7 separate regions of the Mus musculus genome follow, and regions 2, 3, 4, 5, 6 and 7 are each linked to region 1. Evidence: chromatin contacts called from public Hi-C, HiChIP or PLAC-seq and promoter capture Hi-C data. All regions are on one chromosome and are shown on one strand. The core of a region is the stretch at or near the end of the contact, and the rest is flanking DNA. Distances in the headings are between cores, read along the strand shown. Region 1 holds the start of Ajap1 (adherens junction associated protein 1). Region 2 has its middle 12 kb from the start of Gm31353. Region 3 has its middle 21 kb from the start of BC039966. Region 4 has its middle 14 kb from the start of Gm25880. Region 5 has its middle 100 kb from the start of Gm31055. Region 6 has its middle 9.1 kb from the start of Gm31239. Region 7 has its middle 34 kb from the start of Gm31239.

Region 1 (4,232 bases), core at 992-3,491:
GCTGAGCCCTGGGACAGTCGGAAGCAGAAGGGGAGACAGACAGACAGACAGACAGACAGACAGACAGGGCATCTAGATCAGGCTCATGTCAGAAAAGATGTCCTTGGTTAGTTTGGTCCACACCCCAGAATTGCGGGAACCTAAATCTTAGCACAGCCCACTGAAAGATTCAGGCCCAGCCGGTGCCCCACACAGAGCAGATCGCAGATCGGCCCGATTATTAACCTCTTAAAGTCCACAGCGCAAACAAACCCAGCCACCAGGAAAGGGGATGCCAGTAATGACGTGACAGTCTTCCCTAGATGATGCTGACCAGCATGTATTCCTGGGCGCCAGAACCACTCGCAAATCAAGGACAGCTAGAAAACACTCTCATGCCAGTCTCCTTCAGACTTCTCAAAATCAGGTCGCGCGCATGTTCCTCCCTCCTTTGGCCCCACTTTCTCCCCAGCTTCATGCTGGTGGGGGTGGGTGACTGAGGCAGTCTGCTCCAGCAGCCACCGACCCCTTGTATCCTCAACACGGGAGCGCAGTGCATCCCAGTGGACAAACACTAGAAGCGCAAGCAGCCTTTCTCAGCTTCCATTTGTGATGTTCAACCTGGGTCCCAAATCCCGACCCAGGCGCAGCAGCTCTGGCCAGAGACCCCCTTACATGAAGGCAAGGGTAGTAGACACTGTGCTCTGTAAAGGGGGCAACTGCGTTCTGGGGACCCCAAGGCAGGATCCAGAGAAGCTTGAGCGACTCGGTAGGTGGGCAAAGTTTGCAGAGAAGGGTCTTTCTGGTCCGCCCCATAACCGCACTGGGCTTGAGTTCCTACTGGCCCGGAAGGTCCCGGACACAGACAAGCCCTGTGTGCCTGTGAGAGGTGCTTAGAGGCAGTTGCCTGTTGTCGCTTCCCCAGAATCCAAAAGCTCTCCAGACCCAGCTGTCTGCCAGCTGCGTGCGACCTTCTGCCCGGAGGTCACCCCAAAGCAGCTGGGTCGGCAGCTGTGCTCCTACTACACTTCAGTTCAGGGGCCCAGGGGCCCTAGGAACGGAGAGAAGGGCTGACGGAGCGGCTGTAGGGTTCTGGGCTTCTCCAACTCCACGGCAAAGCTGCTCGAGAACTGGGAGGGCCGGTGGCTCTCCCTGGCAGATCCAGCGTCAGCCCCGGCCCCCGAGTCCACCGCGCCCAATGGCCCGCAACTCGCGCCGGGCTCCGGAGAGGAGCCGCGCCGGGGCCGCCGGCCAGGACACTGCGCTGCTGGCGCCCTGGGCAGCGGGCGCGCCGGCCAGCCCCGCTGCCAGGTTACTGGGGCAAGCGCCCCTACCTCGACCCCACTCGACTCGCGGAGCGTAGGAGAACGGCCGCTCCCTGCCTCTCTCTGTCCGGCCTCAGGGACCAGCAGGCGGCCGCGCTCCGTGGCTTCGGGTGCACCACGCGGGCCGCCTCGGGGAGGCGAGAAGCCGTGCCTCGGTTTGCAACAGTGAGCAGCAGCCCAGCCTAGCGCCCACGCACCACCCCCCCATGCACCCTGCCTCCAGCCGGGTCGCTCACCTGAGTCCTAAAAGCTGTTGGATCCACATGGTCACGTTTCAGGGAACCCAGCCTCAGACCTTGCTTGCCCCAGCCATCTGCGCGGCGCCCGCGCCCGCTCGCTCCGGTCCCGTGGCGCCGCTCTTCGGCTTCGGGCCGCCGCCGCCACCCGCCGCCCGCCGCCCGCCGGCCGCGGGGCGCACAGCGAGTCAGAGCGCGGCCGCGCGGGGCTCCATGCCGGCCGGCGCGCCGCCGCCGAGGGGGCGCATGGCTCAGGCGGGCCGGCCCGCGGGGACGCACATCCTCCCGCCGGCTCTCGGGGCGCGGGGCCCCCACCGCAGGCCACACGGCGCGGGCGGCAGCGAGGCGGGCGCACTCCGGGTCTGTCGCCGGCCGCGAGGGTCCGAGGAGCGGGGCTTCGTCCTCCGGGGCGACGAGTAGCGAAGCGGGCGGCTCCGCAAGCCGTGCGAGGATCTAGCCTGCAGCCGGAGCTGCGAGGCTGTGATCGGTGTTGCCCGGGGGTTGAGAAGATCGCCCCTCTGGCCCACGCGGGTCGCCTCCACGCGCCGCCGGGTCGAGGGGCCTCTGTCCCAGGTTCTGACACCGATCAAGTTGCTGGAGAGCTCCGTCTAAGCGCTCGCTCTGCAGACAGCCGCGGCCCGGAGACTGCCAGAAGGCGGGCAGGGGAGGCGCGGGGCGAAGAAGCGTGGAGCGCGGGGCGTGGGGACGCGCGGCGGCGCCGCCGCGCGGAGGAGGCGCGCGGGGATCCCGGGCCCCGCCGCCCGCGCCCACCGCGCCCTCCGCAGAGCCGCCCGCGCCGCTCGGCCGCCTCCCTCTGCGCGTCTGCCTCCAGAAGCGCTTGCCCCCGCCTCCGCGAACGGGTCCCAACTCCGCCCGCCGGGCCCGGCTCACGTCACCCTCCTTCCCCGCCCCTCAACCTGGAGTCGGAGCCCCCAACCCGGCCGGTCGGCTTAGCTTGCCAGCCCACCTCGCTGGAGCTGGACTGGCGACCTGGGCTCTGAGTGGCCTGGGCGGCGCCAGAGAGAAGAACCGGGCCCACCCCTTCCCCATCCCTGGCCGCGTCCGGGTCTCCACCTTGGGAAAGGCTCGAAAGAGGCCGCAGGCTCCGATTGGACCGCCCGGCGCCGCCGGATGGTGTTGCCACGGTAACCAGATGGCATGCGAAGCAGTTAAGAGGTTCGGACCCTGTTCTAAGTACGCCCATTGAACGCAGAGGGCTGATTTGGGGAGAGGAGGTTCTCATGGGACTGGGGAGCTGAGGCTGTGCGAAAAGTTTCCTCCTGCGGAGCTGCACGGCGCAGGCGATGCGAGAGGCTGGGGAGGGTCCTCCTGGGGAGTCTCCCCACTGCCTGGGCCTGGCCTCTCTCCAGGCAGATGAAGTTTCAGCCTTTGGTTGGAGCATGCTTCTGCCCGGTTATTCAGTCTCCAGCGCAGTTCCCCCTCCTTCTTGGTTTTATGGCATCTGCTGTCTTCGCAGAGCCAGGGAGTTCTGAACCTGGCACTCCCAGACATCTTGCCCACTCTCCCACCCAGCACTCCCTGGTGCCTACCTGGTTAGTTGTGTCTGCATGTCCGGTTAGTGAAAGACAGGCTTTCTGTGGTCCCCTTTCACTGAAAGGAGTGACATAAAGGCAGAGGATCCCACGGAGGCCTTAGCTGCCTAGTCCCTGAGGAACTGTAGGAACAAAAGCCAGCTCTCAGCTCCACACATAGTGGGGAAGAAATGCAAAGCCAGGGGCCTTAGAAATGAGCTTCAGTCTGCGGTCTTCCTGCTTGGACTTTAGAGTCAGAGCCGGGAAGGTAAAGAGAGGCAACTGGGGACTTGCCAGGGTGCTGCAAGCAAGTGACTTCAGCCCAGCAGTTGCCCCCCTCAGGAGAGAGAGGGTGAGGCCTCCCTGGGAGGGTTGCTGGGGGGGGGGGAGGAGCCAGTCTTCCTGGGATTCACTGTGCACCCAGGCAGGTCCTTTTCCCTGAGCCTCCAGTCCAAGGTTTTTGGCAGCCAGAGATTCTCCCCACCCAGGCTGGACAGGACAACATGGTTCTGTTTTCCCTCTCAGGCCCTAAAGAAAGTATCTGGGAGCAAGGTAGCATGGTTGCAAGAGACTGAAGTTAGGTATGGGGTGCTACTGTCTTGGGGTCCTATGTCTATTACGCAACCTCTCCGACTCTTGGCTTTCTCATCTTACAAGACCCGTTTCCGGTGCTTTCCCTCAGGAGGTTTTAATTAGGACTAAATGAGTTGGCCCAGCGCACGTGCAGCTGCGACTAGCTGTGTGCCAGTCTGTCGTCCAGAGAGACACCCAGGTGACTCAGCGCTTTGAATGCCTGGTCACTTCTGGGTCCTCTTCCCGCAGAGCCCTGGTCCTGGGGGTTGGAGGGAGATGATCTTACAAAGTAAGGAGGCAGGGAAGTCCTAGCGGACGGAGCAAGCTGGACCCAGTTGCCAACCAGGAAGGAGATGCCTGCACTGCTGCCACCTAGCGGGAAAAGCTGGGGTGCTGCAAAAAGAGGGCCTTCCAGCAGCCTGTAGAGTCCTTAGGGAGACTTAGCCTGGGCAGCCAGGTGACTGGAGGTGGGGGTTCTGACCTGCTTTCTTCTACAGACCTTTTCACAGGCTTAGGAGACCCACTGCCCTTTGGGAAGGTGGCAAATCCCGTTCAGTCTGAGATGTTACTGAAATGTATTCTCAAAG
Region 2 (4,063 bases), core at 1,214-3,713, 370 kb after region 1:
TCCAGGCCTCAAGCCTTTGAGTTAGCACCACACACGTGTATGGAGAGTCTGCCCACCTCAGTTAACCCAATCTAGAAACTTCCTCACTCACAGTCATCTCCAGGGGTTTGTCTCCTGTGTGATTCTGGGATGGAGGCAAGAGGCCAGGCTACACAGGGAGGTGCAAAGCTGGCTCCCTCATCACTGGCCTGAGTTAGCCCATCACCTGTCCGGCTCTGAACCCTGCAGCACACGGTGCTCACTAGCAGCACAAGGTGCAGCTAGAATGAATGAAGGAATGCATGAAGGAATGAGCATGAGTCCTCCCTTCCTTGAGGTGGCTGTGACAAATTACAGCTGACACATCAGGTTCCACATCTGTGGACTGGAAAACATTCAGGAAGAGACGCATCCTCCCAAACACATGCAGACCCTTCCTCCTGACGTTCGTCTCTAAGCACAGGGAAGCCTCCGAGTTCTTACCATAGCAGGCAGCATTTAACAATCTATTAATGATACAGAGTGCTGGGCAGGGCAGTGTGCACCCGTCAACCCAGCTACTTGAAAGATGAAGCAGGAGAATAACTTGAGTCCAGTTCAAATCCAACCTAGCAACCTTCCCTCCACCCCCCAAAAACCCACTGAGGTATAGAGCAGGGTTTGTTTTGGATTACAATCTGGGTGCACACTCCAACACAGGAAGGGGGACAGGCACGGTGGCATGTCGCTAAAGCTACACTATTTGTAAGGCATTTGACGATTTGGTACCGGTGTAGGGTCCTGGAGCCAATGGCTTCCGGAAGGAGCTACGTTTCCAACCCTGCTATCCACCTAGGTCTTCCAAAAGGGCTTTTTCTTTCTGGCAAGGAAACAGGAGACCTTCAGAAGGACCCGAAGTGGAGGTTGACATGAGGTCGCCTGAGCATGCCTATCTGAGACCTCCCCTTCCGGCCATGCCTTGCGGTCATAGGCTCCAAGCTCCAACTCTCATTCTCAGCCTTTAGCCTGGAACCTAGGGAACTCTCGGGTTCAGTGGACAGGGCCTGTGCCAGGATGTGTCAGCCCCAGCACTCTCCTAAGGTGACCCCCTAATGGAATCCCGTTATTGATGCTTCTTCCCGGGAGGATCTTCTAACAGAAACTTTCTAGATGTTTTTAGTTTATATGTATGAGTGTTCTGCCTACATATACACTGTGCACTGTGTGAACATCTGGTGCCTGAGGAGGCCAGAAGAAGGTATAAGATGCTCTGAAACTGGTGTTATCAATGGTTGTGAGCTGCCACGTGAATGCTGGGAAGAGAGGCCAGGTTCTCTGCAAGAGCAGCAAGCTTGTATCTGCTGAGTCTTCTCTTCAGCCCCTGGGGCCTGTTCTGACATCTGAGAGCACAGGGCTGGGAGAACCTCCAGCCTTTCCCAGCTCGGGTTCTAACCGTCAAGTGCCACAGACTCACACTGTCCATTCTCCGGTTTCCTGAAAGATGGCCACCATCCTCGCTGGAGCCCTCCCTCTGAGTCTCAGGAACAGAAGCATCCCAGAGTAAGCTTGACACAGATCTAACCACTCCAGAAGAGGTTTTTCCAGACTGCACTGCTACCACACACGGTAGGGGACTCCCAGGCCGTGAGTCAAGATGTAGAAGACCATTTTGCTGCCAAAGCTGCCCAAAGGCAGGCTGACCCCCATCTCCCCTAGGGGAAGCTTGGCCAGCTGCTGTTCCAGGGCAAACTATCAAAGACCCAGAGCCCTTGGGCTCCAGCATCCCACTTTGAGAACCTCTAAATATTCCCTGTGTGTGTGTGTGTGTGTGTGTGTGTGTGTGTGTGTGTGTGTGTGTGTTAAGACAGGATCACTCACTGAACCTGGAACTCAGTGTTACTCAGCAGATTGGCTCACTCGCTAGCCCTAAGCCTTCTCCTGTCTCTGACCCCTCAGCCCTGGATTACAGATGTACGGATGGATACAGATGTGTACCAGCTTTTTAATGTGGCTTTTACGCCCAGAACTCAGGTCTGATGCTTGCAAGGAGAGTGATTTACTAACTGGGTGCGTTGTGGTTCTGGGATTTGGAATCCATGTCCTACTATCCCCACAGCCTTGTGGGTCTTGAAACAAGAGCCCTCCCCTCTTCCTACCTTGACAGCACCTCTGACTTTAGCACCAATTTTTACCAAAGGAAGAACAGTCACACCACAGAACTCAGGGCTGTGGAATCAGCCTGACCGGCTGAAAGGGATGATCAGCTGTGCCCCAGAGAACCACCTCAGGGGCCTGGGGTGAATCAGCCCTGACCCAGGAGGATGAGCATAGCCTGGAGTAAGTGTGTGATTCCCAGCAGGAAGCTGGGGTGAGGCCAGACAACCGTGAAGCCACACAAAATGTCTCTTTCTAGCTCCAGATCCTGAGGAGCAACCGCACTGCGATCACTTATTAAGGAAATCAGTCTTCTAAATTCAATTCCGAGCTAATTGCCACGTGGACACCACAGTTGGGGCAGCGCTGGCGGCTGCCCCATACCCCTGACTTACACAGAGCCCAGCAGCTCGCTCACACACCACCCAACTGGCTTCTGCAGGAATGGAGGCAGAGAGAGCAGAGCCTCCCACCAGGACATTGTGTGGTGAGAGCCCAGGGTACCCCAGTCTTCCAGCATGTTCACCAGGGTGCCCACTGGGCTCTGAGACCCAGGCGGGGTCCCAGCCCCAGTTTCTTCACCTCCAGTGTGAAGCATGGCAGAGGCCTCACTGTGGACTCCACTGTCTGGCCTCTTAAGGCCTCTGTTAATAACAATGTAATCCCAAACTGGGCATTGCTGTCCCCCTGTTCAAGGACTTCTGAAACACAAATAAAGCACTGAGTGAGATCCCTTGGCTTGGTCCTGCATAATTTGCATATGCAAATTTCCAGCCTCCCCTCACTGGCTGCCTGGTAACCAACTCCCTGAAGTGTTCTGACAGAGCAATCTCTGCACTGCTGTTTATGAGGCAGGGTGCAGAGTGCCCTGTGCCTTCCTGCGGATAGTCTCCCTATCTGAGTGTACCCCTCAGAGCCCCCGGATCTGTGTGAGCCAGAGGTTAGAAGGTCAAGGTCTGAGTGAAGAAGAATCAATCTACAAAGAGCCCACCACTCCTCAGCTCACGTTCATCTCCATACGTCCCCCCTGAGTAAAGGGGCCAGGCTCAGAGTCTGGGGTGTCAGTTATGGGCTGTGTATTCCACCATCATGATTTCACCACCCCCACCCCCCAGCTCCCATCTTCAGTGCTATCCCCTGGTATCTAATTTCATCACTCCTGGGAGACACAGTCAGACACAGCATCCACCTTTGGTGATATTTATGCAAAACAGAAGCAAATGAGGAGAGGGTGCCGGCTGCTGTGCTGTCCATCACTGTATTTGAAGCCTGTGACCCTTCCCCTGTAGTCTCCAAGGGAGCCACCTAGTTCAGTTGACATCCAACCTGCTGGCACATCAACCCATCAGAGGCCCACAGTTGCCCACAGCTGTCTATGAGCCCAACTGTCATCTTACTATACCCTGCTCCTGTTTTGAATCACCCCACAACCACCCCTTTGGCTCAGAGTCAAGAAAGAACACTTGCCAAATGTAAGAAACACACAGGGGCTGGAGAGATGATGGCTCAGAGGTTAAGAGCATTGACTGAGTTCAACTCCCAGCAACAACATAGTGGCTCACAACCATCTGTAATGGGATCTGATGACCTCTTCTGATATGTCTGAAGACAGCTACAGTGTACTCATATACATTAAATAACTAATATTAAAAAAAGAAAGAAAGAAAGACACAGAAGGACCAGACTCCTAACCAAAGAAGGTCACATGTGCATAGAGACAGGACACAGTTTCTCACTCACAAGCACGTATAAAAACAGAACCATACAAAAGGAAGGTTCCATAGAACAGGTGGGAGTAGATGCTAGGCAGCCACCAAGACTGGCATGCCTGTGTCTGGAGTCACTGCTCTGAGGAGTCGTCAGAGACGGGCAGTGGAGCAAGGATACACCATGGCCTCTATTGCAGTGGAGAAGTGCCTGGGTGGATGGTAATGTTTTCCCAATGGGACCT
Region 3 (4,113 bases), core at 679-3,178, 450 kb after region 1:
AGAACAGTTACTAAGACACATATATAGGAGATGTCTGATAGATAAGAGATATAGATGATTGATGGATGGATGAGTAGGCAGACAGACAGACAGACAGACAGACAGACAGGTAGATAGGTAGATAGGTAGATAGAGGCTGAAAGATAGCTCAGTGGATAAAAGCTCTTCCCACACAAGCCTGGAAACCTGAGTTTTATCCCAGGTGCCCAGAGTAAAAGAACTGACTCCAAAATGTTATCCTCTGACCTCTACAGGGGTGCATGGCCACACTTACACATATTATACACACACAATAACAATAATAAATGTATTTTCAAAAAAGAGTTAGATGTGACGGTAGGTTGATACTGATATAAATTTGCAATTTGACCTTCAGATCCACGAATTTGCATCAAGTCTTCAAACTGCCTCAGATTTCAAAACAAAACAAACAAAAGAGAATAAGGCTAGAGAAATCTCTCAGCAGCTAAGAGCATTTGTTGCTCTTGGAGAGGACTGAGGTTCAATTCCTTGCACCCACCTGGCAGCTCACAATCATCTGTAACTCTAGTTCCAGGGGATCTGACATCCCTCCATGGACAAAAAGCATGCACATGGTTATACATGTATGTGTGTATGCATATACATGCATGCCCTGCATAGGCATATATGCTAAAAACATTCATACACATGAAATAAAATAAATTCTAAAAAATTTAGCTGGGCGGTGGTGGCGCTTGCCTTTAATCCCAGCACTTGGGAGGCAAAAGCAGGCCAATTTCTGAGTTCGAGGCCAGCCTGGCTTACGAAGTGAGTTCCAGGACAGCCAGGGCTATACAGAGAAACCCTGTCTCGAAAACAAACAAACAAACAAAATTAAACTACAGAAAAACTGCATCTACTTGTGAGCATAGTCTAAAACAATTGCTCACATGGAAACTGAGAAAATAGTGGTGACCAGAGAATAAAGAGAGTTGAGGAGGGGAGGGGAGATAGAGGAGGGGGGGGAGGACAGAGGTGGGAAGCTTGCATTGCTGGTGTTTGATATGGGACTATGTACAGGCATTTGACAGCAGAGCCAGGGCGAATGTGATTAACAGGAGTGTGTTGTATATCTCCGAATAGTTAAAAGAGATGAATTTGAATCCGCTCGCCATAAAGAAATGATAAATGTTTAGGCGATAGATATGCTAATTACCAGAGTGGATCGGTACCCAGTGTAGCTGTGAATCAAAACATCTCATCGTACTTCATGAATATGTACAAACGCCCTGCATCAATCAAAAAAAATTAAAAAGAAGAAAATTCACATCTATACGGGGACTTTTTCTCTTGTCATTATTCCCTAAACAATACAGGATAACGACTATTTACAGAGACTCTACATTGGATTACATAGCATTTACATTGGATTTACATGTTATTTACATGCTATTTACATAATATTTGCATTAGATTTGCATGGCATTTACACTAGATCACTTATTGAAAGTAATGTAGAGATGAATGAAGATATTCAGACATGGCCTGTCCTAATGACTAGACCCTGTGAAATGGCAGAGGAGACTTGGTAGACGTGATAAATCTATGGAAGAGCTCAGAATACGGCTTCATGGAAAAGCTCTTGCCTAGCATGCTCGAGGCTTGGTGTTTGATCCCTGGCACTAATAAACAAACAAAACTAAGTGTTCATTAGTCATGTGTCCTTGCAGCAGCAGGAAAGTACGGATGGAGTAGTGGGTGGTCTCTTCCCAGCCCTCCATTAGCTAACCAAGTATTCCACAAGACTTCATGAGTTCTCAATGAGTCCCAGCTTCCAGCCCCCTCCACTGCTTCCTGGCTTCCGGCTCTCTGGCCTCAAGCACGTGATTTGTCCACGCTGCCTACCCATGAGTCTCCTGACTTAACCGGGTCTACAGCTGGTCTTGGGGTGGAGCCACGGAAGTGGGGCTTCCGGCTGCCACATGACCTTCTCAGAGCTGTGGGAGCAGGAGGCTCTGAGTGTCGGCCATCAGAAGCGCCACAAGGAGGAAACATCCTCCACCTCAAAGTCACACAGAGACAGGTAAGGATGAAGATGATGGGCCTGTGCTGACGGGAGGAGGTTTGAACGATGTCAATCAGACTTAACAATGAAGAAACAGGAAGTGGAGATTCCTTCCCCATCCTAATGCCCTCCTTAGGGAGAAAGAACTGAACTCCCAGAACACACCATTTCATCTCATCCTTCTGTGCAACCTGAGCAGCAGCGAACATGAATAATGAGTCTCTGCTCTGGGGAAGCCCAAGGTCTGGATGAAGGGAGGGACCCCACCGGGACTCTGCAGTGGCCCATGGGGCAGGTGCTTTGGAGGCAGCCCCCAGCCTGGAGGGAGGATACTCTACACACATTAAGCACCTGCTGGGTACACAAACTGCCGGGGCTTAAGAGAACACTCCAGATGGTCTCAGCCAAGCAAGACATCTGTCATCTGTCTGTAGAGAGGCATGTGCCACCAGGGCAGGAAAGCTGGCAGAGAGATACAGACTCAGTTCCCTTTCTGAAGGGGCCAAGAGGGACAGTGACTTGCAGGCGCTCTTGCTGGACATGTGAAATGCCAGAACATCCTCAAACAGGTGGGACACAGTCCAGGTGAAGCCTGGGGAAAGCAGCCATGAACTTGGCTTAGGGCTGTGAACCCTAAGGGCCAGGCACAGGTTCAGTAGGGAGGTGTGGGAAAACTCAGTGGGGGGAGGGAGGTCACATGGAAGACTACTAAGCCAACAACTGTCACACCCCCTGGGGTCCATGAGCTTCCAAACACACAAGAGCCACACCTCAGAACCTGTGGTGACTGAGCACCTACAAACACATTCCTTCCTCCCTGGCTTAAAATCAAATCCTCCTGTCCATTCCTGTTTTTCTTCCCCCAGGTATCTGTCATCTTCACCAACACTGTCAGGGCAGTGTTAGGCACAGAGACACTGCTAAGGAAAGAATTTGAGGGGCTCCCTAGCAGGTCTGGGTGCAGACAAACTAAGACTGTCACTGTTGAGAAAGGCAGAGCCCCCAGGGGAGAAGAGAGGTGAGCCCCCCTGAGGCATTCCTCCCCAGCTATCCCATTGAAGTTGTCCTGAGGTCATTCTCTGTGGAAGAGCCCCCCACAAAGGCCTCAGGGAAAGGTCATCTGAGCTCAGCACAGTTGTCAGGGTATCCAATAACTTCAAACTTGCTCTTAATCTCTCTGACTGTTCAGTGTGTTACATGAGCGTTGTGTCCATCATCAGGGGAGCTTGGCATTCACTGAGCAAGGATGTCCCCAAATGATCCAGGCCATGTGCTTCATGAGATGAAGATTTTTCCCTTCTAACCAACCGTCTTCTCTGCCCCTTGTCTCTCCAAGACTCTTCCTCAACCAGCCGCTGTAAGTTCCCAGTCCCAGGGCCTTCTATTGTGTGACTGGGTTTCTAGACACTACCTGGAGCCAAAATGTGGCTAAACTGCTTTCTCTCTAGTGCCCAACACTATTAGTTGCTCTCTGGGACAAGCTAGGCCTAGTATATCCTTGCCTCAATCTTAACTCCAGGTCTGGACAAGCCTATCATTCAGTGGTTTGCTCACTGACCCATAACACATGCTATCCAGGAATGTAGTGGGTCTCTATGTGTCCAGAAGAAGCCACCTAGCATGAGTCTGGGTCCTTACCTGTCCCCCAGGGTGTGGTCCTGAGAAAGGGCAGGAGGAAGATGTCAATGAGAGCCTGGGCAGGACTGGGCCTGTTGCTGACTGACCAACTTTGGGCCAGTTTCCGTCATGGGCTTCATGGGTATTCCCTGATTCTCACCTCAGTGGGCCTCAGGGAGGTGAGTGGTACCATCACCTGATCCTATTGACAAAAAAAAAATATTTTTTTGAGCCATGTACAGAGTGGAAATTGAGCTGCAAAGAAAAAGTGGCTTTGGGTTGTCACACTGGACTTGGTGCATTGCCTCTCAGAATGCTCAGGGCTCTGTCAGGATTCAGGGTTGAGTGTGTGAAGATGTTCCTATCAAACTTAGCCACGTGGAGGAAATGGGAGGAGTCCTAGTTCAACACAATGCCTGCAGCTGGATAGAGGGATGGAAGTCATAGGAAGTGAAAATGACGCAGTCAAC
Region 4 (4,051 bases), core at 1,403-3,902, 410 kb after region 1:
GAAGCAGTTGGATCTGCGCAATCCCCCAGCTGAGAATCTTTTAAACGGGTCTGGACTGTGTTGACAACTGAACCTAACAGGAAACGTTGTAACTAAGCATCTCCCCAAGAGCATCAGTCGCTCTTCAGGTTCAGGCCCCGCCCCCTAGCCGCCCTCCAACCCCACCTCCTGGAGGCCCCGAGTAAGCTTCTCCCTTCTCATCCAGCACCTTCTAAGGCTGCCGCTGGAAGGAAAAGTAAGACCATCCAACTTGTGCACAGCCCTCTGTTTTACCTAGAATATTTCTTGGATTTAAGGGAAAACACTCTGCTGCAGTTTTATGGACCACTAAGAAAGAAAAAACGCTGCCAATTAAATCGTCAGGGTGCCTTCTTATCACTTAGAGTTTTTATCTTTACTGGCTGGAGGAGCTCATCTGACCTTAATTAGACGGGGTTCTGTATTGGCATGCCTGCTCTGAACACACATAAAAACTGTTAAGCAAAATAAATCCACGCATGCGTGCCTTCTGACATGGAAGCCCAAGCAAGCCCTCTGTCCTGTTTCCACTGAGCCTGGCCATGGCCTCGGGGTGTGTCCATGAGCTACCTCAAAGATCACAGGAGAGTCAGAAGCCAGTGCGGGTTGCTGGAGTCAGCTGACCCCAACTCAGACTCGGGGGATCCTAGCTGATCATGTCTCTGTCTACAGGCACGACTCTGCCCTCAGTCTCCATTTCTGTGGGCCTGTGTGTTTCTCTACCAGTTCGGAAAGTTTTCCCAAGACCTCTTTCAGACTCTAAAGCTGATTTTTTTTTTCCTGTCTGTAGCAACAAAGACCTCCCCAGTAGTCACAGAACTACAGCAAGAAACCTTCAGTAAGACCTGATCTCACATTTAATGTAATCTTCATCAAATGGTATGTGCCTGAAATCTTAACATCAGGCCTAGGCTACAGAGCAAGACCCTTTCTTAAAGAAAGAGAAGCAGGGGGAGGGGAGTAGTGATAATTCTGGAATTTGGGCTTCTTTTAAAAACACAGAAATATTATAAGAACATGTTTTCATTTTAGTACCAAGTGTGGGGATAAGGGGCTGCTTCAGACTGTCTGCATCAGCTGACTATGATTTGCCTCATGCTCTAGCAGAGGTGTGATTTTGCCAGGGGCAGATTGTTTCTGTCGTTGTGTGACATTTGGAATTCTCAGAACTTTTTAGTGGGTGTATAAATGCTAGGGCCCAGAGAGTTGGGTTGGTGGTGTGGGGGCGGGGGGGGGGGGGGGCAACGACTATGGTTTGTTAGTAGTTGTTCTCAAATAAGAAACAAGAAAAAATAAATTAGATTCAGAGATTTCTATCCCCACCCCATCCTTCTTTCTTTCTTATCTAGTGATAGGGATTGAAATTGGGGGGATAAAGGGTGGAAAAAAAGGAGAACCCACTCAGTAGCTAAGACCAGCTACAAGAGGGAGGGAGGGGGGAGGGAGGGAGGAAGAGAGGGAAGCAGAAACCTGGAGGCAGAAGCTGAAGCAGAGGCCATGAGGACTTCTGCTCACTGGCTCGCTTCTCATGGCCTGATCAGCCTTTGTTTATACAGCCCAGGACCACCTGCTCAAGGGTGACATAGCCCACTGTGGGCTGGACCCTCCTGTATCAATCGTTAAGAAAATCTCGGGCTGGAGAGGTGACTCAGTGGTTAAGAACACTGACTGCTCTTCCAGAGGTCCTGAGTTCAATTTCTAGCAACCACATGGTGGCTCACAACCATCTGTAATGGGATCTGACACCCTCTTCTGGTGTGTCTGAAACACGCCATGGGAGGGAGCAAAGAGAAGGGAGAGACAGAGCAAGGTAAGGAGAAATGAAGGAAAGAAGCCAGGAGGAGGGAGGGAGGGAGGGAGGGAGGGAGGGAGGGAGGGAGGGAGGGAGGGAGGGAGGGAGGGTGGGTACTGGCAAGTGAGGTGCCCAGCTGCACCCAAGCCAAGGCCCAGCAGAGTCTCCACTTGGGAACTCCAGGCTCGATTCAGGTGATAAGCTCATTTGTAGCTGCCCTTGAGTGTTGGCAAATCTCTCTTCAGGAAGGATTTAATAGTTCGTGTGGTCAAAACATTTGATCAAACTTCTCTGCAGAAGAGTTCTCACGTGTGTGTTGCAAAGGGCATCATGAAAGTGTGGGACAAGAGGTCTATTTTTCTGAGCAATTGGTTTGTTTTTACTTAGGCTGTATAACATACAGCCAATGTCAAAATAACCCAGAACCCGCCCATGGCAAAGGGCTTCACCACTGTGTGCCCGTGCCTGCCTCGCCTCCCTGCCAGCTCAGCTCTGCTCACTCCAGAAGGCAGCTCCCCTTTCTGCACCCTCTGCCATCCATCCTGCCCAACTAGAACTGAATATGAATTGGGCGCCTCAGGGACCTGCAAAGCCTGCGAGTATGGTGCGTCAGGGACCGGTTTCGTGGCCATAAATTATGTAACAGCTTCTATTACAGCCCAGGCTGGTGACTTCTCATATGGAGTAAATAAAAACATTAAATGATTTTTCTAAGTGTTTGATTTTCCATCTGTGGTTTATCCCGTTACTAAATTCCCATAACGTCGCATTTACTCATCGTAGGAGGGAAATACATCAGGCAGGAAGTTCACTTGGCAGCAAGCTACAGGATGCAGCCTCTGAATGGGGAATAGCTCCCACAGTGGCCTCCGTCAGCCGAACGACCACCAACCGGTGCTCTCCAGACTGGTGGCCTCAGTTTCCCCGCTGTCCTGCGAGAAAACAAAAGGCAGCCTGGTGTCTGCACCGCAGACTCTGCCTCTGCCATGTGGCATGGGGCACAGGTCTGTTTCCATGGGAACTCTCAGATAGTTCAGAATGCTTGGCATTCTGAAGCATCCCACAAACATAGGGCCCTGTGATAGTCTGTCCTGTAGTCAAGCAAGCAAAATGGGTTAGACCATCCCAGGAGGTAGGTGGTGCACAACTCTGGCAGAACTACCTGAGTAGGGAATGACGGTGTGAACGTGGTGACGTCATCTTAACGGGCTGGGACCCAGATGGAAGGAAATGGGAAGAGGAGGCATAGTGGAGTGCTGGCGTTTGCCTGCCCTGCCTCCTGGCACGAAGTGTCTGCTGCAGGAGGGAATGACGCCTCAACTTGTAAAACAAACTGACCTTCCTCCTTCCAATGATAGCGCGTGCAAACATGAGCACGCTGATGCCCAGCTCCTTGGTTAGGACCTGGACACACACACAGGCCTGCCCAGGAGCCAGGCTAGAGGGTGCAGGGATCCGGGGTTGGGGGGACTGGTTCCAGGCTGCCCAGGGCTCTCAGATTGCATCAGTTATAACTCCGTGGTAGCAGTTGCCCTCAGGGCTGGACCTATGCAGAAGGCAGGGCATGGAGAGAGTGTTCCCCAAGCTGCATTAAGGTGGTAGGTTCTGTGAGCCCTGTGCCAGCCCATTACCTACAAGACAAGCAGGCAGAGTTTCTGAGCCCAGTGGGTTGGAGAAAGCAGAGGTAGAACCTCTTTACAGAGTGCACACCTCCTCCTGGTGGAAGATGCAAGGCAGAGCCGCTTTATAAGACATTTCATAAAGTCTTAACCTCCAGCCTAAAGTGACCAACAGTTGGGGAGGGTGTGATGTGCCCTGAAACAGCAGAATGCACAGCCCTGCCAGGGGAGTGAGTGCTCAGGCCAGCTGACTGTGGGGAGGAGATAATACAGACCCCAGCCTGCCCTGTCCCCTGGGCAGGAAGTGTTCCTGCATTGGCATTGAGTGTCTGGCACACCTGGAAGACCCCAGAGGAAGCAGTGAAGAAAAAGGTTGGGGCTTCTAGAAACTGCCTCAGGTGTGGCCAGCCAGGCAGATCTCAACTATGGGGTTTCTGCTGGCCCCAGGGACAACTTAATAATTATACCTGCATCTGCCAGTAGGGGACTTTTTTATTTTGTTTCACTGTCTTCTTTAATCAATCTCTGTCTCTGTGTGTGTGTGTGTGTGTGTGTGTGTCTGTCTGTCTGTCTGTCTCTCTCTCTCTCTCTCTCTCTCTCTCTCTCTCTCTCTCTCTGTGTG
Region 5 (3,835 bases), core at 844-3,343, 420 kb before region 1:
CCCTGTTACCAACCAGATGTAAGGGTTCTCCCCGCATTGCCCACTGGAGTCCTAGCTCCTCCCCCCTCTGGTCCCATCATTCCACTAGTGTCATTTTTTTCTGCTCAATCCACCAACCCATTTGCTGCATCTGGATGACGTCAGGTCATTAAGGAGCTTTGCACCCGATGTTTCCTCCGTCTGCACCCAATGTTTCCTCCGTCTGCACCCGATGTTTCCTCCGTCTGCACCCGATGTTTCCTCCGTCTGCACCCGATGTTTCCTCCGTCTGCAGGTCCTCCCCAGGTTTCTACCCTGTTCACAGACCTCTTCCTCCACGTTCCTAAGCTCCCCTTTGGAAGATGTAAGTAGTCCTTGTGTGGGGGTTGGACTGGTTGGTTTTAGCTTTTGTTAACTTGACACAGCCAGGGCCATCTGAGTAGAAGGAACTCTGAGAGAATGCCTCCATCAGATTGGCCTGTAGGCAAGTCTGTGGGGGATTTTCCTGATGATTGATTGATGTGGGAAGGCCCAGCCCCCTGTGGACGGTGCCACCCCTGGGCCTGTGGCCCTGAGAAGCGTAAGAAGGCAGATCGAGCAAGTCATGGGGGACAAGCCAGTAAGCAGTGCTAAGCAGCACTCTCCATGGCCTCTGCTTCAGCTCTTGCCTCCAGGCTCCTGCCTTGAGTTCCCGCCCTGACTCTGTTAGTGATGGATCGTGACCTGAGAGTTGTAAGAAGAAATAAGCTCTTCCCTCCCCAAGCTGCTTATGGTCATAATGTTTTATCGCAGCAGTGGACTCAAAACTAAAATACCCAGGCCTGACAAAATTGTTAAAAATGCTGTCCCAGAACTTGCTGTGAAACTCCTGTGTGTCTTGGTAGTCTGTTCATGGATAGAGACGCTCTCCAGTATGGCTTGAGGGACACATCTGACACTCTAAATAGACACTCGAGCTTGAGGCAGGTTTTGATCAAGTTGTTCCCAGTGGCTGGAGGTGTGGTGCTCTCCTGAGCCCAGTGGGGCTGGAGATCAGTGAATCCAAACAGAATGAAGTCTCTGTTCTTCTCATGCACTGTGGGCCCCCGCTGCTGCCTGATTCTGAGGCCCAGTGATGCTCTGAGAGACAAGACAGGTCAGAATGTTAGAAACCAAATGCTCAGATGCTGGGCGCCGTGTGTTCCTTCTCTATTTTCTGTGCTGTGACAAACACCATAAACATCTCGGGGAGAAATGATTTATTCCTTCTTACAACTTGCAGTCTGTCATCCAGGAAGGTCAGAACAGGAGGTCAAGGCAGGACCCGGAGGCAGGAACTGAAGCAGAGGCCACGGAGGAAGGCTGCCTACTGACTCGATCCCCTTATCTTTTCCCAACATATTGTAGTCCAGCTTGGCACCACCCACAGTGGTCTGGGCCCTCCTCATCAATCCATCAGAAGAAGCACTCCAGCCTTGCCCACAAGACAGACTTGTGGTTGCATTTACTTAATTGGGCTTTGTTCTTCCCAAATGATTCTAGTTTGGGTCAAGTTCGCACAGCACTATCCATCACACTCTATGTGGTTGAAAGACTCTGCTGGACCCGGGACGCTCACAGCCTTCAAGGTTAGGATTTTCTCCTGGCGGAAGGCCCTTTCTCCATGCCAGAGTCTCTCCTCTGCCCACCCTTCTTTGCTTCCAGGTTTTCCCGTTCTTAGAACCAAGGAGCACTGCAAGCTTCTGTCTAACTAAGTCTCCTCAGCCTCTACTACGTGATCCTGGGTCTGAGAAGCTCAGACCTGTGTCTCTTTGCGGTGCCTTGGACAGAAGGACAGCGGGTAAGCACTCGTGACTCTGAACAACATGAGGCGCTGTCAGCCCTGTGGAAATTAACCACAGAATGCAGTGATGGAGAGCCTTGTCTCCTGCCTTAAGATTTCTCTTGAGGGAAGGCCATTTGTCAAGTGCGGGTCCAGCTGAGTTATAGTGTTTCCTATTAAGATAAGTCTAAATGAATTTTTAATGATGGGATGCCGTATCTCCTCAGATTTAGAAACAGAGCATTAAACCGGCTGTTCCCATCTGGAGCGCTGGTGTCTCTTCAGAGCCATCCATCACCGGGAGCGAGAGGCCAGACGAGGGTCCCTGCAGATGTGTCTGCACAGCTGGAGCCAGGGCACTCAGTCTGTCAGTCACTCCATACTGCCCATCTGGGGGAAGACTTCTGGGGCCCTCTGGGAAGTGATGGCTCTGTTGGGGTTCCAGGCACGTCCCTCAAAGGACTGAGGTGTTGACATCCCCTGGCCTGGGCACCGCCCTTGATCTTCTAGCTGGGATCTGTACCCCACGCCTGCCTTAGTCCTTCCAATGCTTCGGGACTGTTCCCAGAGGTGTTGATGTCACAGTCATCCACAGTCCTTTTTATCATTGGGGGAACTACTTCCTGATTGTTTCTCTGTGCCTATAAACTCTGGCCTCCATCCTTACATACTCTCTTCTGATCTCACAGACACCCTCATGCTTGCCCACTCCCATCCTGCACCACTGCAGGGACGTGAATCCCCAGATCACAGGGAAGTCTAGGGCTTGCTCCAACTGCGACTGCATAGTGATCACTACTCCTCCAGGCAGGACCCACCCCACTTGGACCAAGCAAATGGATATCTGTGCTGAGAGCGACAACATGACTGTTCCCAGCTCTGCCTGTACAGCCCAGCAGCCACATGCGCCTCCATCAGGCCGTGGAAGAATCCCTGTGGCTGCTGCCGGTGCCAGCAAAGCTATGTTGTGTCTCGCCTGACAAAAGATAATGGGGCGCTTTTCAGCAGCCCTCCTCACCCTTCTCGCTTAGATTCATATATGCAAATTTGGGGGAAAAAGCAAATTAAAGACTTCAGACGGAAGATAAAGGAAGTATTCCTCTGCTGAAGGAGCTACAGATGTGGATCCTGGCAGGGCTGCTGAGCAGCTGTGCATCCTCGAGCAAGCGGTTCACACCCCGGCCGGTCCTCCAAAGTCAGCCCACAAAGGCAGTGCTTGCTCTGCAGGCTCACAGGGGTGCCCTTCCCAGCCACCAGAGCTAAAGCAGAGCTCTGCAGGTGCATGAGGGATCTCTGAGTTCCTTAATCCCAGCATCCTGCTCTCTCTTCATGACCTACTTGTGCCACGCACAGACATCATGTCTGCACGTTTTAGGGAGTCAGAGAGTGGTTGGCCATGTCACTTTGACACGGCTGGTGTGAACACAGAGCTGAAGATCTGTATTTCAGAAGGCCATGAGTACAATGTGCGTGCTACAGTCTCTAGACGCAATGGGGCTCGGGGAGGAATAAAAATTCCCAGCATCCTTTTAACACAATGGATCCAGAACTGTCCAAGAGACCCACTGGCCTTCACTTCGTATGTGTTTGTGACTTCTTATCCATGGAGGGGGTTGAGGGAAACCAGAGTCCAAAGCCATTGAGAGACTTATCCTTGGGTTTCCTAAGAGAAGGGAGCACCCAGGGCCATGCAGAGCTAGGTCACACTGCCCAGAGGCCCAGTACCCAGGGATGTGTCATGCTGCCCAGGGGTGGGATGGCCTGGGAATTCTGGAACGTCTTTGAGAATGGCAGGTCTTTTTCAGGGTTTCAGGATTGGTCTCAGATTAGGTATCAAAACTGAACAACCCCCAAGTCACCCTGAACCCGTGGGTTTATGTTCTTGTGTGCTGATTCCAATACTCAAGGGGCCTCTGGCTGTAATGCATTGCTCTTTGGCTCTCGGCAACTGAACAGTGGCCCTCTGTCATTAATGAAGCAAGTATGCACCTATACTCTCAATATGAGCTAGGATTGCGAACAACGAAGCTGGAGAGGAATGTCAGAAGAAGCATA
Region 6 (4,146 bases), core at 117-2,616, 310 kb after region 1:
TTTGGGTTTTACCTGTCCACAGCTAGAAAGCCCACCCGCGTTCCTTCGACACACCAGTGAAGAGTCCATAAGCCACGGTGAGGATTATCGCAGAGGGACCCCACTCCTGATCCAGTTTTCTCCTTAGCTACTTTCCACACTGCTATGACAAAATTCCTGGAAAGAAAGAATTTAAGGAAAAAAGGAGATATTGGTCTCAAAGCTGAGGGCTCGGTCTCTCCTGGCAGTGAGAGGCAGCTGTCCAGTCAGGAGGCAGAGGGGGCAGTGCTGGTGCTCAGTACATATTTTCTCTGCATTTAGCTCAGGACCCCAGCACACAGATGGTGCTGCTCACTCACCATCTGCCCTTCTTGGTTAACCTCTCTGGAAACGCCCTCTCAAGCACACCAAGAAGGTCATCTCCTCGGTGATCCCAAACCAAGTCGGGTTGAGGAGGATCAGCACCACCTTAGTCGAGAATATTTACCAAAGCACCCTAATAAAACATGGTGAAGACGCATTTGGAGACAGAATGACCCCTGATGTGGCCTGAGAGCCTTGGGTGGGATGACACACTCAGCACTCGGGGCAGATGGAGCCTCTGGAGAGGATGCTGACCACCAGTGAAGTGCTGTGTGGAGGAAGGGATTATGGGAAATCTTCCTTTTCCCGAGAGCCTAAACTGCTGTGTAAAAACAAAGCCTGTTTTCTTAATTTAAAAGTGACAGAAAGCAGCAATGGTTCAGTACACATCTCTCCAAAGTGGAGAGGCCCAGACACTTGTGAGGAGACGCTCGACATCACGGGTCATTAGGGAAATGAAAACTGATTGAAGATGTAGCTTAGACCCCCACATGGACCTCTGGGAATAGGCACCAGTCTCCAAATTCTAGTCAGCCTGGTGGTATGTGTGTGCACGCATCTGTGTGTGTGTGTGTGTGTGTGTCTATGTCTGTGTGTATGTGTGTGTCTGTGGATCTGTGTATGTGTCTGTGTGTGTTTGTGTCTCTGTGTGTATGTTTGTGTGCCTCTTGCTCTCTCTCTCTCTCTATGTCTTTGTGTCTCTCTGTATATGTGCTTGTATGTGTCTGTGTGTGTCTCTCTGTGTATCTGTATCTCTATGTATGTATGTGTGTGTGATTATGTGTCTGTGTCTGTGTGTGTGTGTGTGTGTATATATGTCTGTGTCTGTGACTGTGTGTATGTTCTTCAGCCTCTGAGGACGGCAGCTGGCATTGCAGAATGCATACCTGAGGCAGTGGATGAAGCTTCCTCAGGTCCAGCAGCCAGATCTAGCCAGCCTTCGGCAACTTGTGACCTCAGCCAGGGCTGCTGTCCCTGGGCTCTGCAGATTATCACTGGCCGAGGTGACCCAGGCCCCCTCCCAGCTCACACTTCCCTCTCGCTTTCGGTGACTCAACGATGTCATTTGCAGCCTGGGAAGTGGCAGTTGCAGCATCCCTGACGGCAAAGCACAGCTAATTAAAGGCTGGCAGTGTCAAGACATTTGCGAGCCGGAGCCGTGCACGCACACACGGGTTATTTTTGAAAGATTCCATCTCTCGTGACAAATGAAAGCTCCTGCCGGGATTCTGGGCAGGCAGCACCACCATGTGCCTTAGAAGCCTTCGAGCCCACACAAGGCTCCTGCTAGGCTCACAATGGCCTTCCTCTGGCAGTTAGGGCTGCCTCTGGAGCCAGCAAGGTGCAGGTCCAGGCAGCATCAGTCCTTCAAGCGAGTCCTGGGAGACAAGCCATCATTTGACGTCTTCTGCAGGGGACCCATCAGCACACCTATTACCCTGCAACCAAGGACCTTCCCAAGGAAGATATTTCTATTGATTTACTGCCTCTCAGCTGTGAGTTATGAGGGCTGCAGAAGAGGGCGGGAGACTGAGGCAGGGTGCACCGGCCTCAGAGTCCTGACGGATGCTCCCTGCTGGGTTTTGATTGCCGCAGCATCCAGGAAAAGAACTTGTCACTGGCCACATCTGCCTATTCGGATTAATTTGTATTCAGCAGGTGTCACCTGCGGGAGAGTTATGCCAGTTGAACAACTAGTTTCTGAGGGGCTCAGAATTGATCTCACATTCAGTTTGTCAACAAGATACATTCTTTGATTGGGATTCTTGCTGCCTCCAGCGGGGGCTGCATCACATTCTCAGTGACATTTCTTATCGATCCAGTTGCCTTTGTGCCACCTCGGGCTCTTGTTCCTCCTGCTCAGGATAGTGGACTGAGAAAGGCTTTGGGGGTCCCCAAGAGCTGAGGCACAGTGGGAATAGAGGATGGGCATCTTCTGGCAGCATCAGGGTTCCTGGAGTCCAGACAGGTCACAGGAGTGGAGTGTCCCTTAGTGTAGAGTGATTGCCCTCCTCCGGATCAAGGTTTGTGCCCCGGGCAGCCTGCTCACTGAGCTCTCAGTAGGACCCAGCTTGGCAGGGAGCGTTTATGTGTTAATGGCCAAAGGAAGGAAGAGATGGTTCCAGAAGAGAGTCCCTCATCACACCAAGTCTGGGAGCCACAGCTAGATTTTACCTGACACTAATCCTCCTCCAAGGCAAGGGACGATTCCCTGTACCAACCAAAAGGGGAGGAAAATCCTCATTTAAAGCTTAATTAAGCCCCAAGGGCTCTTGCGAGATAGATTTCATGCCACCCAAGCTGGACTCCAGCCAACTAGGTAGTTGAAAATGACCTTGAACTTCTGGTCCTCCTGCCCCTGTCTCTCCAGTGCTGGGATAACATCTTAAACAGTGTGCTTGGTTTCTGTCTGCACTGCTGGGAATCAAACTCAGGGCTTCGTGCATGCTGGGCAAGCACTCTGCCAACTGAGCCACGGCCCCAGTCCAGGCAGGTTCTTCGGTGTGTGTTTTAATGAGCCCCTGGTGCAGTAAAGTCCAGATGACGGGACAGAGAACAACCAGAGAGTTTGCCCAGATCACACAGCTGGCACGTCAGCCTGAGATGGGGAGCCAGGCTATTTTAACCTTCTTCTTGGCTGGTGCTTGTGGTAGCGATGCCCAACACTAAGCAGTCCCCGGCTCTGGGACTACTGATGCTGTTTGAGAGTCTGATGGGCTGTGCGAAGGTCAGCTGGAGATGGGGTGGAGCGGCTCCTTTACCCTTCAGCTCTCTTGGCTCTGTTCCCCTTGACTGAGTGAACCCCCCTTGTCCCGCACAACCTAGGTGATGTTCTTTGAGGCTTTCTACTCTGTGGCCCCAGGGCTGCACACTCTGCCCAGCACCTGTTGCCCTTTGTTTAACCTAATGGCTTAAAGTTCTCAGGTATAGCATGCCCGGGCTTCTTCCATGGTCCTTGATGAAGTCAGAGGCAGGCAGAGGTGCCAGAGAAACCGGACAGTCCCTTCTGCTTGAACAATCCAGCTTTCTGACACCCAGGGGCCCCAGCTTCAGAGTTTCTGAACCTCCAAGAGCCTTGTTGGAAAGGAGAGCTGGGAACTGTGAGGGCAGGGGTGGGGCTGCTGGACATGCAGCAGAATCTATAAAGGAGAGACCTGTCAAGTGTAAGTGGGGTGAAGTTCCCTGATAGTGAAGATGTCACTCAGACAGAGGTCACCAGGAGAGCCTGTGGGCCTGCACCTGGAGAGAACCTTCAGCCCTGTAGGACACAGGGAGGGTGTAGGAAAGGAAGGAGACTAGATGAGGTGTCTGAGAGCAAAAATATTTCCAGCCAAATCCTCAAAACCTTACACCAACACAACCTAGGCAATACAGGGGGTCTTGTGGAGAAAGTCTCTCCAATACACCACTCAGGGTGACCCTGTGCCTGCAAGCCTGATCTTGGGGTCTGCATACTGTGAGCCATGTAACCTGGCTAGCTCACTGTACTTCTTAAGGGTCTCAGGGCTCCCTCTGTAAAATGAACGGGACATGCTGAGCTCCTGAGGGGGTTCAGAAGCCATGCAGATGATATAGGATAACATGTGGTCCAACAGGGCCCAGAAAGGAGCGGTCACCTCCAAAGAGCGCTTACTGTCTCCATAGCCACTGGTGGAAACAGAGAACCAGAGCTGCAGGGACAAGCTGCCCTCTCCCCTTTGTTCTCTGTGGTTGTTGACTTATGGGACTGGCCTTGCTCTAGGCACTAAGGCTGACACACAAGGGGATAGTGGACATGGAAACACCTGTATCTTCCATCCGTGA
Region 7 (4,059 bases), core at 353-2,852, 290 kb after region 1:
GGGGACTGATGATACTCCAGGCCACTGAGGGACTCTGCCTTCAAAGGAGACCAAAGTTGCCAGTAGAAGCTACCCTCTAGCTTCTACATTCTCATGCACCCACATATACATACCTACAGACAATACACAGCACATACAACATACACACACATGCACACACATGCACTGTGTCCATACAAACAAACACACACACACATACAACACACACGCACACACACAAATGGAAAACTGAAAGAAAATGGATCATATAATGGTATAATAAATAAATGAAAAACACGATTCTCTATGGATTAAATTAAAGCCATCACTCAAAATGTTGACATAAAACACTCTATTAAACATAAATGGTACTTATTTTCAAATGTGTATGGGAACAGAATTAGATGCAACAAGGTAAAAGGGAGCTGTCCCTAGCCACGCATCATCCAGGCTACGGCTGTGGTTAAGGAAGCAGAACCTCTGAGCTTCAAATGCTGTATCAACTGCGTACAACACGTACTTTTGCCTTTTAAAAAGGCGTACTACATAAGAAACATTATTTTTCCTATTGAAAGTACTCAGGAAGACCAGGGCTCATATTCCCTGAGCCTTCCCCCTCCCTTTTACACCGATTGTCCAACTGGGTCAGATTGTGAAGTTAGAGCTCTCACCATTGGGATGAGACACAGGCCCCACTTACATCAGGGATAACAAAAAGAGGCCGTCTTGGCTGAGCATGCCTGCTAGCCCAGCTTAGGTTCTGGCGTACCCTCTTTGTAAAAAGAAGTTACCTTGCTGTTTTCCCTTCACCTCGTGCGCTCCTTTGTGTGATACCGAGAGCTCCCTTCCCAGCCACTATGACTGAGAGAGTACAGTGGAGTTTGGACATGGGAAAAATGGTAGACACGTGGATGGACTTTGGGACAGGATAGAGAGACAGAAGTCCTTGCTCCTCCACGCAGTGAGGCGGGAGCTGGTAACTTGTTCCCATCTGTGATCCCATCCCATGGGAGCCCTGGACTCTAAGAATATCCCTGGCCTTCCTGGCTTGTTTCTCTGATGGCCAAAAACATCAAGATTTATTTGAAGGGTGTATTTTTTTTTTCAGTATGAACAGTTACTATTGACGGAAGCCAGAAGGGAGTCTGGGACACAAGGATCCTTTAAAAGAAGCAAAAGGGACAGGAAAACGCATCTCCTGACGAACAGGGATATAGAAACTGGCCAGATTCTTAAAACTGAATGAAGCAGAAATAAAATATATAAGGGAGATTCTGAAATAGACCCACCCAAGCGCAATGAACTGATCCTTGGCAAAGAACAGAGGTAACCGGAGACAACGGCACCAGCTGCACATGTCACACGTCACAGGGACAAATCAGGATGCCCAGAACTTCTGTCTTTCACAAAACCATGAAGCTATTTTGTGCTATTTGTTTTTTGTCGGCTGGACTCGAGCTCTTGCGTGCTGGGAAGAAGGGGTCTCAAATGGGAAACTGCTTCCATTAGATTGCCTTTATGCAGGTCTATGGGTTGAATACTTTCTTGACTGATGATCAGTCTGGGAGGACGCAGCCCACCCGTGTATAGTGTCACCCAGAGGCGGGTGGTCTTCCGTTGTGTAAGGAAGCAGGCTGAGTAAGCCACTGGGAGCAAGCCAGCCTGCAGCACTCCTCCTTGGCCTCTGCTTCAGTTCCTGCCTTGAGTTCTCTCAGGAAAAAGCTGTGGCCTGATACCCTTTCCTCTCCCATCTGCTTCCAGTCTTGTTGTTTATCACAGAAATAGAAAATCAACTGAGATGACCTTAATGCAAAAATCTAAAGTTACAAACTTGTTGAGTGTTTAGATACAAAGTAAAGATGAGAGGAGGGGTTCCCCTCACCCTGAGGAGCTGTGAAAATTCCTGTTTGCTGGGGCCTGGGGATGGGGAGTTGGTCAGAAACATGAGTTAAGATAACACAGGAAGTTGGAGCCACTTTGAACACCAGGCTTTCACTGTGGGAGCGGACCTGTCTCCAGGCAACAATGTAACAACTGAGTTAGCTAAGAGGATGTGTATGCTGTCTTAGGCGCAGAACAGCCTGCTTGCTCATAAGGAGGAGTCCCTACCTCTTTTAGGGTCTCAGAGTCTCCGGTGATGCTGGGACATGACCACAGAGGGGAAATGATGGGCTCTCCACACCCCGGCACAGAAAGATAAAATAACTAGAAAGCAACATGAAGCTGACATACCAGGAGATATAAAACCCAAAATGAGATCCAAGCCAAGCACTGGGAAAGCAAACTGAAGAGTCTCTGTATACAAAACCAGCATTTGAAGAAAAAGAAAAAAACAAAGAACAAAACCCTACGTTATGAATTGAAGAGCTATTCAGGAGAAATGCCAGGCCCCCACTAAAGCCGACTCAGATGAAACAAAGATATAAATGTCTTCAAAACTTAGAACAGAAGAGCTTATTGTCTCCACAGTCCTACTGCACAAAAGACTAGAAAGTGCCTTACAGTGCTCAGAGCTTGTGAACCTGAAAAGGAAGATTTGCTTACGTAAACTAGCAAATTGCTTACAGACACAAAAAGCCAATGTCAAGGAGCAGGTATTTTTGAAAAGACGCAAAGGAAGCAAGAGCGGAAGAGAGAGGGAGGGAAGGTGAGAGGGGGAAATGGAGGGGAAGGGGAGGGGAGAGGAGGAAATGGAGGGGAAGGGGAGGGGAGAGGAAGGGGGAGGAGGGAGGTAAAAGAGGAAAGGAACAGGAAAGGGGAGGGAAAAGGAAGGGAGAAGGGGAGGGGAAGTAGGGAGGGGAAGAAATGGTGTAGGAGAAGAGGGAGAGAGAAAGGGGAGGAAAGGAGATGGAAGGGGGAGGGGAAAAGATGGGTGGGGGAGGGGAAGAGGAAGGATGGGAGGGGGAGGAGAAGGGGTGGGAGGGGAGGGAAGAAGGGGAGGAGAGAGGAGAGGAAGAGAAAGGAAGAGGAAGCAGGTGGAGCTGATGTTACAGATAAAAAGCTCTTCTTACTTGGACTGAAACAGTAAGCTATCAAATCAACTTCCGAGAGAATCAAGCAAAGCTGGATCTAGTGTGTCGCAGGACAGGGGTGGTTCTTTAATGTCTGAACACTCTCAGATTCACTCCTAGCTGGAGAAAGGCCAGATTGGCGCTCCTGTTTTCAGATGGGGCACAGTTAAAATCCTGTGCCCTCAGGGACGCCAAGTGCAGCGAGGACTGGCCATCCTCCGTGGGGGTCACCAGCCATGGAGCATGCGCAGTAACTAAACCGGACTTGTGGGTGTTTGTCCTGGCTGTTTTCCTCATAGAGGAAAATGGTTCCGTGCAGACACTCAGGCTGCTCTGCGTCCCCCTCACTAACACACAAGACCACACTGAAACCTCTTCCTCTATGATGGCCCGACGGGTCACCTTCCATAGCTGGGAAGACTGAGGTGCAGAAAGATCTGCTCAAGGAAATGGACATCTGGGAAGGCTAGGAGAGGAACTGATTGTCTCAGACTCCCAGCCCGGGTGAAGGTGCACCACAGAGGTTGCTGCCTAGGAACCTAGGAAGAGAGCTGCGGGGGTTGGGGGTGGGGTGGGGGTGAGCAGAACACTGTGTGGCCACTAAGCGGCCACTAAGCAGGTAAGAACCTTCATCTATTACAAATGGCACCTTCGTAGGGTCCAAACCCAGGTCACATGCACATAATTCTGATCAAATTTGACTTTAAAAATAAATCAATGAGCCGGGCGTGGCCGCGCACGCCTTTAATCCCAGTACTCGGGAGGCAGAGGCAGGCGGATTTCTGAGTTCGAGGCCAGCCTGGTCTACAAAGTGAGTGCCAGTGTCAATTCTGGACCCTTCTCAGTTGGCATATGACTGTGCCTCCAAGTTCCATGTCTATTAGATTCCTATCTTATCTTTCCTCCACAGAGGCAAAGGCATTGCTCCAGTCACCCCGGGGCTTAATATAACAGCTAGAGAGAGACATTTAGTGTTCGTATCTAGGCGACAGGCCTGAGGGGTTGTCGTGATTGGGGGCAGGCAAGACTGAGCTCTGACCTGTGTTTTCCTGACCTCCCCCATTTGGAG

Evidence for each region. Promoter capture Hi-C pulls out the DNA fragments that hold promoters and counts their contacts. Hi-C and Micro-C count contacts between places; a contact is called where the count stands out from the background. HiChIP or PLAC-seq counts read pairs in DNA pulled down with a chosen protein or histone mark.
Region 2: a contact with region 1 is called in an H3K4me3 HiChIP or PLAC-seq map of neural tube, with 7 times the contacts expected there. The contact joins the enhancer-like site here to the promoter of Ajap1 in region 1. A contact is called at or near these places in 4 of 39 promoter capture datasets (cranial neural crest, embryonic stem cells, hippocampal neurons and 1 more), 9 of 115 datasets of contacts at active chromatin or transcription factors (embryonic forebrain, embryonic hindbrain, embryonic midbrain and 5 more) and 1 of 9 other capture datasets (adipose tissue).
Region 3: an H3K4me3 HiChIP or PLAC-seq map of embryonic basal ganglia shows a contact between it and region 1, with 4 times the contacts expected there. The contact joins the enhancer-like site here to the promoter of Ajap1 in region 1. A contact is called at or near these places in 4 of 39 promoter capture datasets (the 3T3-L1 cell line, embryonic stem cells and stem cell-derived epiblast-like cells), 5 of 484 Hi-C or Micro-C datasets (cerebral cortex, embryonic stem cells, stem cell-derived neural stem cells and 1 more), 12 of 115 datasets of contacts at active chromatin or transcription factors (VIP interneurons, craniofacial prominence, embryonic basal ganglia and 7 more) and 1 of 9 other capture datasets (embryonic stem cells).
Region 4: a contact with region 1 is called in a promoter capture Hi-C map of hippocampal neurons, with 4 times the contacts expected there. The contact joins the enhancer-like site here to the promoter of Ajap1 in region 1. A contact is called at or near these places in 6 of 39 promoter capture datasets (the 3T3-L1 cell line, HPC-7-derived erythroid cells, cranial neural crest and 2 more), 7 of 115 datasets of contacts at active chromatin or transcription factors (embryonic forebrain, embryonic hindbrain, embryonic midbrain and 3 more) and 1 of 9 other capture datasets (embryonic stem cells).
Region 5: an H3K4me3 HiChIP or PLAC-seq map of embryonic basal ganglia shows a contact between it and region 1, with 3 times the contacts expected there. The contact joins the enhancer-like site here to the promoter of Ajap1 in region 1. A contact is called at or near these places in 3 of 39 promoter capture datasets (hippocampal neurons, liver and stem cell-derived epiblast-like cells), 10 of 484 Hi-C or Micro-C datasets (cerebellar granule neurons, cerebellum, cerebral cortex and 3 more), 10 of 115 datasets of contacts at active chromatin or transcription factors (differentiating embryonic stem cells, embryonic basal ganglia, embryonic forebrain and 6 more) and 3 of 9 other capture datasets (adipose tissue, embryonic stem cells and liver).
Region 6: a contact with region 1 is called in an H3K4me3 HiChIP or PLAC-seq map of embryonic hindbrain, with 6 times the contacts expected there. The contact joins the enhancer-like site here to the promoter of Ajap1 in region 1. A contact is called at or near these places in 10 of 39 promoter capture datasets (the 3T3-L1 cell line, cranial neural crest, embryonic stem cells and 6 more), 1 of 484 Hi-C or Micro-C datasets (cortical neurons), 9 of 115 datasets of contacts at active chromatin or transcription factors (embryonic basal ganglia, embryonic forebrain, embryonic hindbrain and 5 more) and 2 of 9 other capture datasets (adipose tissue and embryonic stem cells).
Region 7: a Hi-C map of cortical neurons shows a contact between it and region 1, with 2.7 times the contacts expected there. The contact joins the enhancer-like site here to the promoter of Ajap1 in region 1. A contact is called at or near these places in 8 of 39 promoter capture datasets (embryonic stem cells, hippocampal neurons, liver and 1 more), 16 of 484 Hi-C or Micro-C datasets (cortical neurons and embryonic stem cells), 11 of 115 datasets of contacts at active chromatin or transcription factors (embryonic forebrain, embryonic midbrain, embryonic stem cells and 4 more) and 1 of 9 other capture datasets (embryonic stem cells).

The regions. Positions count from the first base shown.
Region 1 is chr4:153,480,589-153,484,820 of GRCm38.p6, forward strand. Ajap1 (adherens junction associated protein 1) reads right to left here and starts at 2,242. Exons shown (of 6, transcript NM_001099299.1): 1 at 1,541-2,242. The coding sequence starts at 1,569.
Region 2 is chr4:153,851,723-153,855,785 of GRCm38.p6, forward strand. No RefSeq gene overlaps it. Among named protein-coding and RNA genes, the nearest start is that of Gm31353, 12 kb to the left of the region's middle. Within about 2 kb of position 2,464, at least 21 of the 459 cell types and tissues checked have an H3K27ac peak or open chromatin away from gene starts, as enhancers often do.
Region 3 is chr4:153,927,738-153,931,850 of GRCm38.p6, forward strand. No RefSeq gene overlaps it. Among named protein-coding and RNA genes, the nearest start is that of BC039966, 21 kb to the right of the region's middle. Within about 2 kb of position 1,929, at least 22 of the 459 cell types and tissues checked have an H3K27ac peak or open chromatin away from gene starts, as enhancers often do. A contact at or near this core is called in embryonic basal ganglia, where this site is marked.
Region 4 is chr4:153,887,964-153,892,014 of GRCm38.p6, forward strand. No RefSeq gene overlaps it. Among named protein-coding and RNA genes, the nearest start is that of Gm25880, 14 kb to the left of the region's middle. Within about 2 kb of position 2,653, at least 4 of the 459 cell types and tissues checked have an H3K27ac peak or open chromatin away from gene starts, as enhancers often do. A contact at or near this core is called in hippocampal neurons, where this site is marked.
Region 5 is chr4:153,061,513-153,065,347 of GRCm38.p6, forward strand. No RefSeq gene overlaps it. Among named protein-coding and RNA genes, the nearest start is that of Gm31055, 100 kb to the right of the region's middle. Within about 2 kb of position 2,094, at least 14 of the 459 cell types and tissues checked have an H3K27ac peak or open chromatin away from gene starts, as enhancers often do. A contact at or near this core is called in embryonic basal ganglia and stem cell-derived motor neurons, where this site is marked.
Region 6 is chr4:153,791,020-153,795,165 of GRCm38.p6, forward strand. No RefSeq gene overlaps it. Among named protein-coding and RNA genes, the nearest start is that of Gm31239, 9.1 kb to the right of the region's middle. Within about 2 kb of position 1,367, at least 11 of the 459 cell types and tissues checked have an H3K27ac peak or open chromatin away from gene starts, as enhancers often do.
Region 7 is chr4:153,766,594-153,770,652 of GRCm38.p6, forward strand. No RefSeq gene overlaps it. Among named protein-coding and RNA genes, the nearest start is that of Gm31239, 34 kb to the right of the region's middle. Within about 2 kb of position 1,603, at least 12 of the 459 cell types and tissues checked have an H3K27ac peak or open chromatin away from gene starts, as enhancers often do. A contact at or near this core is called in cortical neurons, where this site is marked.